2 separate regions of the Callithrix jacchus genome follow, and region 2 is linked to region 1. Evidence: chromatin contacts called from public Hi-C data. All regions are on one chromosome and are shown on one strand. Each heading gives the region's core, a stretch centred on a gene start, on an enhancer-like site or on the middle of the called end of the contact. The rest is flanking DNA. Distances are from core to core; before and after follow the strand shown.

Evidence for each region. Hi-C and Micro-C count contacts between places; a contact is called where the count stands out from the background.
Region 2: a Hi-C map of skeletal muscle shows a contact between it and region 1, with 6 times the contacts expected there. The contact joins the enhancer-like site here to the promoter of PTPRG in region 1. A contact is called at or near these places in 3 of 3 Hi-C or Micro-C datasets (induced pluripotent stem cells and skeletal muscle).

What each region holds. Positions count from the first base shown.
Region 1 is chr15:43,318,141-43,323,077 of calJac240_pri, forward strand. PTPRG (protein tyrosine phosphatase receptor type G) reads left to right here and starts at 2,659. Exons shown (of 29, transcript XM_035274423.3): 1 at 2,659-3,468. The coding sequence starts at 3,384.
Region 2 is chr15:43,973,720-43,978,463 of calJac240_pri, forward strand. PTPRG (protein tyrosine phosphatase receptor type G) reads left to right here. Exons shown (of 29, transcript XM_035274423.3): 9 at 4,648-4,744. Among named protein-coding and RNA genes, the nearest start is that of CEP15, 140 kb to the right of the region's middle. Within about 2 kb of position 1,377, at least 3 of the 16 cell types and tissues checked have an H3K27ac peak or open chromatin away from gene starts, as enhancers often do. A contact at or near this core is called in skeletal muscle, where this site is marked.

The DNA of each region.
Region 1 (4,937 bases), core at 1,409-3,908:
AGTGTCTATTGTGTATGAATTGCTCTGTAATTGGTTGCAGAATAATATATGAAAAGGCATCTGTGAGGTATGTTTGCAAAATTTTATCTTTCATAGGAACTGGTGGGGCCTGGGTTGTGCTTCCAGGAATAGTCTGGGGCTAACCTTCAGCCTGGGGTCCTAGGACAGTCACCAGTCAATACCTAATTTGATGTTAAATTTCAACATGAGACCTGCTAGGATAGTGGTAATTCACTCTTCAAACCCAGGTCAGATTTTCCCCGACCTGAAGCTGTTTCTTTACATTCCACATTTTGGTACCTTCTCAAACCATTAATCTGTTGCCTTTTCACAGCTGTGAAAGCAAACCAGACTGGGTTCAGAATCTCAGCTCTGCTGCCCACTAGCTGAGGATCCATCATTGTACTCTTGTGAGCATGTTTCCTTGTCTTTTAAATGGAGTAAATAATTCTCACAGCTGGCAGTATTGTAAAGGCTCCATGAGAGAGCAGAGCATGGATTTAGGAAGGTATGCTCCCATAATGACTGACAGCTTGCCCTTTTTGTTCCCAGTGTGTCCCTCAAACAGTAGGTGCTCAATACATTTGCTGAATGAGCAAACGGTTTGTAGCACGAATTCAGCACAGTGCCTGGTAGACAGATTCCACAAAGGACAGCTTTTACTGTCCATTTCACAGAGGAGGAAACTCACCTGAGGATATTGACATAAGCGTTCCATGAGTTTTTCTCATTTTATCACGCGACATTAAGATGGTAGTCAGGCATGCTGAATTCTAACCTGTCTCCCCCTGAGGAGCGAATATCCCTCAATAAAAAAACACTTCCAAGAAAAATGGCCCTCGCAATCTTTTATAAAGAAGTCGGGAGTCCAACAAAACCAGGAAGGACCAAATTCCAAAGCAAACAAACTCTCCTCATTCCCCACCGTGGGGGAGGGTGTTAAACCCCGTTCTGCTAAAGATAGACCTTGGGCCCTTCCCAGGAACTTCCTGGCTTTTATTAGTTTGTAATCCCAAACGTAACTTTTCAAAGGTTTTTCTTTTGGAGGTGTGGGTGTGAAACTGCTTCCCTAATCACATCTTGCGGGAGGATCTCCGACCATCTGTATATTATTTGAAAACCTAGCATCCAGTTGTGATGTTTGGGTGGGTGGAGGACCCTGCCGTGTTGGGAAGAAACAGCAGGGACACGTTTAAAACACGTCAAGAGCCGGGCACGGTGGCCCATGCCTGTAATCCCAGCATTTTGGGAGGTCAAGGCGGGCGGATTACAAGGTCAGGAGTTCGAGACCAGCCTGGCCAATATGGAGAAACCTCCGTCTCTACTTATTTAAAAAAAAAAAAAAAAAAATCAGCGGGCGTGGTGGCGGGCTCCTGTAATCCCAGCTACTGGGGAGACTGAGGCAGGAGAATCGCCTGAACCCGGGAGGCAGAGGTTGCAGTGAGCCGAGATCGCGCCACTGCACTCCAGCCTGGGCGATAGAGCAAGACTCCGACTCAAAAACAAAAAACACGTCAATATCGCTTTTAAATACACGCAGAAAAATTAGGCAAAACATTTCAAACGGCTAATTACCTTGGCTCAGTTACACATTTAATCAAAAGCCCACCTCCCCCACTTTTAGCTCCAGCGTAAGAAAGGAAAATAGAGCGCTTAGAAGTCTAAGCGATAACGATCTTCTTACCGAGAGCCAAGGGACAAAACTCATTACAGATAAGCCCAATCCTCCCATTTCCCTCGGACGCCTCTCCCCGACTGGTAAAGAAGCAGCCGCTCCCCGGGTAGCTGCCAGGAAATCAGTCCTGCCCCGCGGCGCTGCTTTCACCCTGCAGGGGGTAAGAGGCGCACTTCCTGAGTCCTCCCCGCCGCCGAGCCGGGGTGCGGGAACCTTCTCCAGAGAAGCTGCGAGTTGGGGAAACTCCGACGCCGATCCATCGTGGCGGCGGGAAAGGAGATGTGGGGCTCGGAAGGGCTGGATTTCGCAAGCCTAGGATCAATATTTCTCCCCTTCCCCCCTTTCCCCAGCTGTGGACTGGGCCAATGAAAGCCCGAAAAGAAAAAAAAAAATTAAATCTCAACGTAGCAGGAGTGCAAAGGCCGCTCGGCTTTGTTTCCTGGCGGGGGAATGCGCGGGGTTGGGGGCGCGAACAGGGGCCGCGGACGGTGAGCGCCACCGCAGCACTGCCAGGGCGGTGAAGCCGAACAGCCAACCCCATCGCTTTAAAAAGGCAGCTGGCCGCCCTCCCGCTTTCCCCGCGCCCGGGCCAGGGGCCCCTCAAGTCCGGGATCCGCGAGCTACGCGGACGGGGGATTTCGCCAAATCGAGCACCGTGCAGTGTCTTTAAGAGCTCGAATAACGGGAATCCGGCAAAAGATACGCCGGCCCCAGAAGACAGCCTCCCTTCTCTCTCCGAGCACAGGCTACAGTCGCCCCCAGCCCCCAAACTGTCCCAGTAGAGCCCCTGGTTCCACGCGTAGAGAGCGGAGCGGAGGAACCGGTGGAAGGCGGGAGCCGAGTGCGGCTGCTTTAAGACCGCGGAGCGCGCGCGCCCGCCGCCAGCTGGCCCGGGCTGCGCGCCCCCGCCGCCACCGCGCGCCCCCTACTTGCTCGCTCGTTCGCTCGCCGGCTTTAAAGTCTCTGCCAGGATCCATGCTCACATGTTACTTCCTGTATGGAGGCATGGCCAGTTTCCAGCCCCGCGCTCCTCGTTCCTCCCCAGCCTGCGCCGGAGCCACAACTTTCAGGAGCATGGACTGAAGGCGCCCTCGCCCCAGCGCCCCTCTGAGATCCTTTGTGTTTTCCTCCGTTTCCTCCGGCCGTTTCTATTTTGGGGGGCTCTCCGCTCCCCCCGCCTCTCCCCTCCCCTTCCCCTCTCGCAAACATGCCTCCTTCCTTCCCGGGGCCCTGGAAAGAGCTGCCTGCCTGAAGCCCGGAGACGCCGCGCCGCGCCGCGCTCAGCCCCGCCGCCGCCCGCCGGCTCTCGGGCTGTGCTGTGCTGCCGACTCAAGTTGGGGATCCTCGGCTGCTCACCGCCGCCGCCGCCCGCGGTCCCTGCCTGCCCCGGGCCCGGGGCATCGCCGCCGGCCGCCGACTCCGCGCCCTGCCCGCTCGGCTCGCTCCTTTTTGAACGGAAAGCGGCCCTTCTCCGCCGAGAGGATCGTCCCCAGCGTGGCTCAGCGTTCCCGGTCACTTTTTGAGATTTTCCGGGGGGCGCTCGGCGGCTTCCCGGATTCCAAGGGGACTCGGGCCGCCTAGCGCGGGGCGCCGGTGGAGCTGGCGAGTCGGGGAAGCGCCCCGGCTTAGCGGAGGCTCTCACGGAGGCAAGAACTTATTCAACAAGTTTACCCCCCTGGTTTCCTCTTTTCGATGTGCGTTTTCGGACATGCGGAGGTTACTGGAACCGTGTTGGTGGATTTTGTTCCTGAAAATCACCAGTTCCGTGCTCCATTATGTCGTGTGCTTCCCCGGTGAGTGCCGGCCGCCGAGGGGACGCGGCCCCGGCCGGCGCGCTTTGGGGATGCGGAGTTGTCGACTGGGCGCGGAGCTCCGGCGCCCGTCCAGGAGACCCTGGAGAGGGTGGAGGGGGGCCCGGTGCATGGGGAGGAGGGGAGGATGTGCTCCGCGGGCTTGGGCGATGTTTGGGGAGGCTGGTGGTCGAGGAAGGTGGAGGCAGGGGCCGGCCAGGGAGGGACTGAAGGACGCGGGGGTCTGCTTCCGCTTCGGTTTGGGGGGCCTGGGGAACTGGAATCGGGAGAAAGGGGGACTTGCTTTGCTGATTCGCCGCCGATCGGGAGGACTCGAGTTGTGGGGCGGTTAGCGAGACTGAGGCCATGGAAAGGATGCTTCTGTGGGTTTGGGGGGCCCAGGTGACCCCCCTCGCTCCGGCGGGTATTGAAGGAGCTTGAGGGGGGTGGGTGCTGTTCTGCAGCCCTTTGGGAGGGTTAGGTTTCTGGGAATGGAAGTCGGAGGCTGCCTGCGGAGGACTGAGGATGTGGGGAGCAGCCTGCGTTCTGAGGCCGGGGTGCCTTCCCTCTCTATTGGGGCGATTGGGGCTGGGGCGCGGGCAGCCCTTCTGTGCCGGCTTGAGGCATCCTCTTTGGGCACAGTGAGAGGGCAGGACGCAGGCGGTTTGGGAGAGATCCCGTGTCATCCCCAGCCCCGGCCCTTGGTCCCTTCCCTCCGCTGCTCTGCTCGAATGGATTGCCCGGGTCCGGGCGCTGGCGCGCGGGGGGCGGCCGGGTCGGCGGCCGGGTCGCTGTTCGCGCCGGGGCGGATTTTTTCCTGTCTCGCGCTCCCTGCCTACCTTCATCTTTGCCCTTTTGCAGGCTGTTCGCGACTGGCAGACCCAGATCCTCTCCTTTCTGGCCAGGTTAAGACGGAAACAATATTGGCCATTGAAAACTAGAATAAATCACCGCCGTACGGCTCGGCGACCCTCCACTTCCAGCCCTCAGCTGGCAGGCGCCCCTCCTCTCTCCCCTGGGGAGGGCAGAGGCCAGCTGCCTCCCTCTCCTCTCTTGCAGGTCCCCCGGGCTGCAGCCCGGAGCTCCCTCGTAGCTGTCCTGTTCCCTCCCTGGGGGTGGAGGCCAAGTCCTGCTTTAGCCCGGGGAAGGGCTGGAAGAAAGGGGGCGATTCGCTTTTCATCCCTTGCTCCCCTAAGGACAGAGAATTCCCGGTTTTTCTGCCCTCTCATCCACCAGCTCCTGGATACCCGGAGGTGGAGGTTATCTGAATCAAGAAAAAGAGGAAAGTGCCCCGAGGTGTTCTCTCTGTCTGGTTACAGCCGCCAGTCTCTGGGCGACTGGAGCTCCCTTTTTTGGTGCAGCGGGTCCCCCAGTCCCATCCTGCGCCCCGGATCAGGGTGCGGGCACCCTCGCCGCCCTCGGGGATCCCTCTTGGGGGACTGGCAGCGAATGCCCCCTTTGCACATTCGGGG
Region 2 (4,744 bases), core at 127-2,626, 650 kb after region 1:
AAGCAGTGAGAGTGCAGGAGAACACGGTGGCCCTTTGGCCTGAGGGGAAGCAGGGTGTTGAAGCTGGATTTTTTTTCTTTTCTTTTCTGTTTTTTTTTTTTTTTTTTGAGGTAAGTTCTTACTCAGTCACCCAGGCTGGAGCACAGTGGCATGATCGAAGCTCACTGTAACCTCCACTTCCTGGGAGGATCATTTAAAGTGATCCTCCCACCTCAGCCTCCTGAGTAGCTGGGACTACAGGTGTCTGCCACCACACCCGGCTAATTTTTGCATTTTTTGTAGAGCTGGGATTTTGACATGTTACCCCGGTTGCTCTCAAACTCCTGGCCTGAGGCAATCCACCCACCATGGCCTCCCAAAATGTTAGGATTACAGGCATGAGCCACCTCGTCCAGCCTTGAAGCCGGATCTGTAAGGGGGCTGGGGTGGGGGCTGGCCAGAGATGAGTCCGTGAGGAAGAAGATGGCATGCCTCGAGGTTGACGATGTGGAAGCGGATCATGTTACACAGGACCTGTGGACCAGCAGAAAGACTAAGGAATTTTTTCTGTGTACAACCAACTTTCTGTTCATTCAGCAAATATTGGTTGAGAGCCCACTACGTGCCAGGCACTGTCTTAGACGCGAGGGTAATGAACCAGCCAAGACAGAAAAGGCACCAGCCTTGTGGAGCTTCCATCTAGTGGGGGAGAGAGATAATTACAGATCGTCAATGAAGTCAGTAATACAGCTCCATGGACGATTATGTGCTGGGAAGAATCTAAGCAGGAGCAGGCAGGCCTGTCAGCCTGCGCTGAGGGGCAGAGTTCAGTGCCAAGAGTACAATGCAGTTGATAATTTTGTTTCAAACAAGGGCTTGGCCTCTCTTTAACGTCTCAGTATGGGATCAGCACTGATCCATGGGCCGAAACTTACCCCCCACCACCTTTTGTGTAGCCATGAGCTAAGAGTGGTTTCTATATTTTTAAACAGTTGGGAAACAAAGCAAAAGCATATTTTCAACACATGAAAATCCTATGAAATTGAACTTGTGTCCATCAAACTTTGTTGGGGAACAGCCACACTCATTCATGTTTACATGTTACCTGTGCTGCTTTGTGCTTCAAAGGCAGAATCAGTAGTGGCTACGAGAGACCACGTGGCCTGCAAAACTGACAATATTTACTATCCGGCCCTTTACAGAAAAAAGTTTGCCAACCTGTATTCTAGGCCCTCCTAGTACTCTGCAAATGCATCCTCCAAATCTGGCTTAGTATACCTAGAAAAAGCCATTACCCAGGATGGTGGGTAGAATGCAGAAGAGACATTTCTGATCAAACTGCTCTTCCTGAAGCTCCTCAGCATGCAGTCCTGGCCTCATGCTCCTCTTCTGGTGTGTAATCAGGGACAAGCCTGCATCTTTGGAGGCCCTTAAGTTACAAAATTCCCTTCCTGGCAGGTGTGTGGCCAGATCTACCTTCTTTGAGAGCTTGACTCAGTATTTTTTAATACACTGGTAATTCAGAATGATGACACCAAGCTCTACTTATTGATGAGGAAATACATCTATGAGTGTAGAGTAACACACAACAACAAATTCTGGGGCCAGGCATGGTGGCTCACATCTGAAGAGGGAGGATCACTTGAGCCCAGACGTTCAAGACCAGCATGGGTAGCATAGTGAGACCCTGTCTCTATTTTTAAAAATGAGCCAAGCGTGGTGGTATACACCTGTAGTCCTAGCTACTTAGGGGGCTGAGGTGAGGGGATCCCTTGAGCTCAGGAGATTGAAGCTGCAGTGAGCTGTGATCCAGCCACTGTACTCCAGCCTGGGTGACAGTGAGAGCCCACCTCAAAACAAAACAGAACATTGTAGTGCCATCCACATCCTATTCCGTCAAATTGTGTATATGAATTTTCACATGTGTATAAAGAAATAACTGCATGTTGGAACCCCGGAATGTTCATGGTTGTTATCTCTGGGCACTGAAATTTGTTGGTTTTTTTTTTTTCTTTTAACTTTTTTTAAATTTACTTTTTTGTATTACTTGGGTTCCTTTTTTAAAAATATTAACATGCATCATCTTAATGCACACAGTAAAACCCAGCTATTTTAATTTTGAAAAAAAGAAGAATGGTTGCATCTGTATGTGGGTGACAGAATTATTTATGGGGGCATGATGTAACTGCTAGAGAGGGATGCTTCCCCATACAGCATTCATTGCTATTTGGAGCAGGGGAATGAATGGTTTCAGAATAAGGAAGATAAATAAGAACATGGTGGGAGGTGAGAAAAGATGGAGAAGTTAGGAAATCTGACATGGTCATCATGATGAGATATAGAAGCTTCCCAATATGTACATCTCCTCGGTTTGTTATTAGTATTTGGAAAGCTGGGGGGAGGGCGGGTAGCTATTTCCTCCCCGCCTCCTCCATGTTCTGTCTTGAGAAACTATGAAGCCACTTAGAAGCCGGGGTATTTAAAAACAGTAGGTTGGCGCCACCTAGTGCCCGCACTCTGTCATTCCACCCTGGTGTCTCTGGAAGCCTCACTTCAGATTCTTGGTTTGAGATCCCCGCTCTGGTGGTATCTGCGTGGCCAGCAGCATGATGCCTACCAGGGGTTCTGCGGGGCCGTGGGAATGCCTCTTTAATTTATCCCTTCCTTCCTGTCTGTGTCGTACAAAGCGAACCTCACCAACTGAATGCAGTTGAAGAGCCGAAGGTGGCCTCCCTGTCAAAACCAACCTACTCTTCTCTGCCAGCCAGGTCCTCAAAGCTGGGCTGTGCTTCTCTGGCAGAAAAGCCATCCTGTTCCCCAGGGCTGCCTTGGGTTTGGGGCCCTTGGGTAGGAAATACGGGAGTCTGGCTCCTGGTGGGCTGCAGGGCATGTGGGTGGGCTTTGGAAGATGCCAGCCGGTCAGAACTGAGCCGCGGTCCCCTGGCCTGTCTCTGCCAGCGTGCCCACCTACTTCTCACCTGGTTCCTGCACCCAAACCAGAAGGTCCTCCTCACTGCCTCTCCCTCTCCCCCGCCCTCCTTACCTGGCACAATACCAGGCCTCTGTGTCTACCCTCCTAACTGTGAACCTGCCCTTCCCCACTGGTCTTCCAGCAATTGGCCGTCGCAGCCCCTCCTCACAGGCCCCCTCCTCCACACTTGGCTTGTCTGGGGCCTTCTACACTCAGCCGAAGCTCAGGGGATCTTTGCAAAGCACCAACCCGATTTGTCATTCTTGGGCTCAGTTCTTTCCAGGGGCCTCCAAGGGCTCGTGGAAAAAGGCCAGAGTTTGAATGTGGCCCCAAGGCCTCTCACTGCAGCTACACCTGCGCCCTGCCTGTCTAGTCTTTTCTGCACCTTGTTCCAGCTCCTCAGGCCTTCCCAAAGGTCCCTTTGCAGCTCCCACCCCCTTCATCTCCATAAGCTTTCAGCTTTCAGTGACATGAACCTTCCTTCCCAGTTTTGGCTCTGTGCAGGGGATTTTGGTGAGTCTCCATCTCCCCTCTTAGAGTTGGGGTTCTCAGCCGAAGGTGACTGGCCCTCCAAGCAACCTGTGCCAATACCTGGAGACATTTTTCATTGTCACAAGTCAAGGACAGGGCGGGGGCGCTACTGGCATCTAGGGGGTGGAAGCCAGGGATGCTGCTACACAGTGCACAGGACAGCCCCCAAGAGCGAGGCAGTGTCTGGCTCAAGAGGTCATGGGTGCTGAGGGTGAGAACCCCTGCTCTGGACCATCAGCTCCATGAAGGCAGGGAGCACGGCCACAGCGGCCTGCCCACCCCTGAAAAAGCACACATTTACATTTACGGCCAACCAGATCGGACCTGTTGATCATTTGTATAACTCACTTAGTCCTGTCAAGGTCTCAGCACTTTCATAGGTTTGTCTGTAAATAGCTTTAGATCCACTGTGTCCCTTAAACCTCTCAGCCCCAAGGAATAAGAAGATGAATTAGCCTGACTGTTCCTTACACCCCACATCAGGATAAGTACACGGGGTTCTGCTGTTCAGAGAAAGTCATCCTTGCGTTATGTGACTTTGCTTTAAAATTATTTAAGGTCTCATTTTACATTTATTTATTTGCTCTCAGACCTGAGCGTAAATAAATAATGTGATTTCATCTACAATTTTAGTTAGGGCACTCTACCAGTCCAACTGCCTGGCTTCTTCAAAATGTCCATCATGAAAAAAGGCGGAGGACCATGAGGCTGAAGTCAGGGGACACGGCAATACAGGATCTTTTGGAGACAGCTGGGGAAATTTGAATATGGACTCTCTGTGAGATAACAGTATTGAATCCATGTTTTGTTTCTTTGATATGAAACTGATGTTATGGTTCCATAGGAGGGTGTCCTCAATCTTGGGAGGTGCAGGACAGAGTCTCGACGGGAGAAGTGTCAGAATGCTGCAAAGTGCTTTCACCGGCCTAGCAGAGAAACAGTCATGTGGTGTGTGTGTGTGTGTGTGTGTGTGTGTGTGTGTGTGTGTGTGTGGATGTGGGGGGTGGAGAACAATGTGGTAAATGATTAAAGGACCCATGGGAAGAGGGAGTATGGGTGTCTCCTGTATTACTCTTTCAACTTTTTGAGGTTGCAGCCCATAGAGGCACGGATTGAATGGTGCATTGTGCTGACAGCTCCCTGAGCTGATCCCCCTCTCTCTTCAGTTTGCAGCTCTCCACCCATCCACATGAAGGTGCAACCTCTGAACCAGACGGCACTGCAGGTGTCCTGGAGCCAGCCAGAGACCATCTACCACCCACC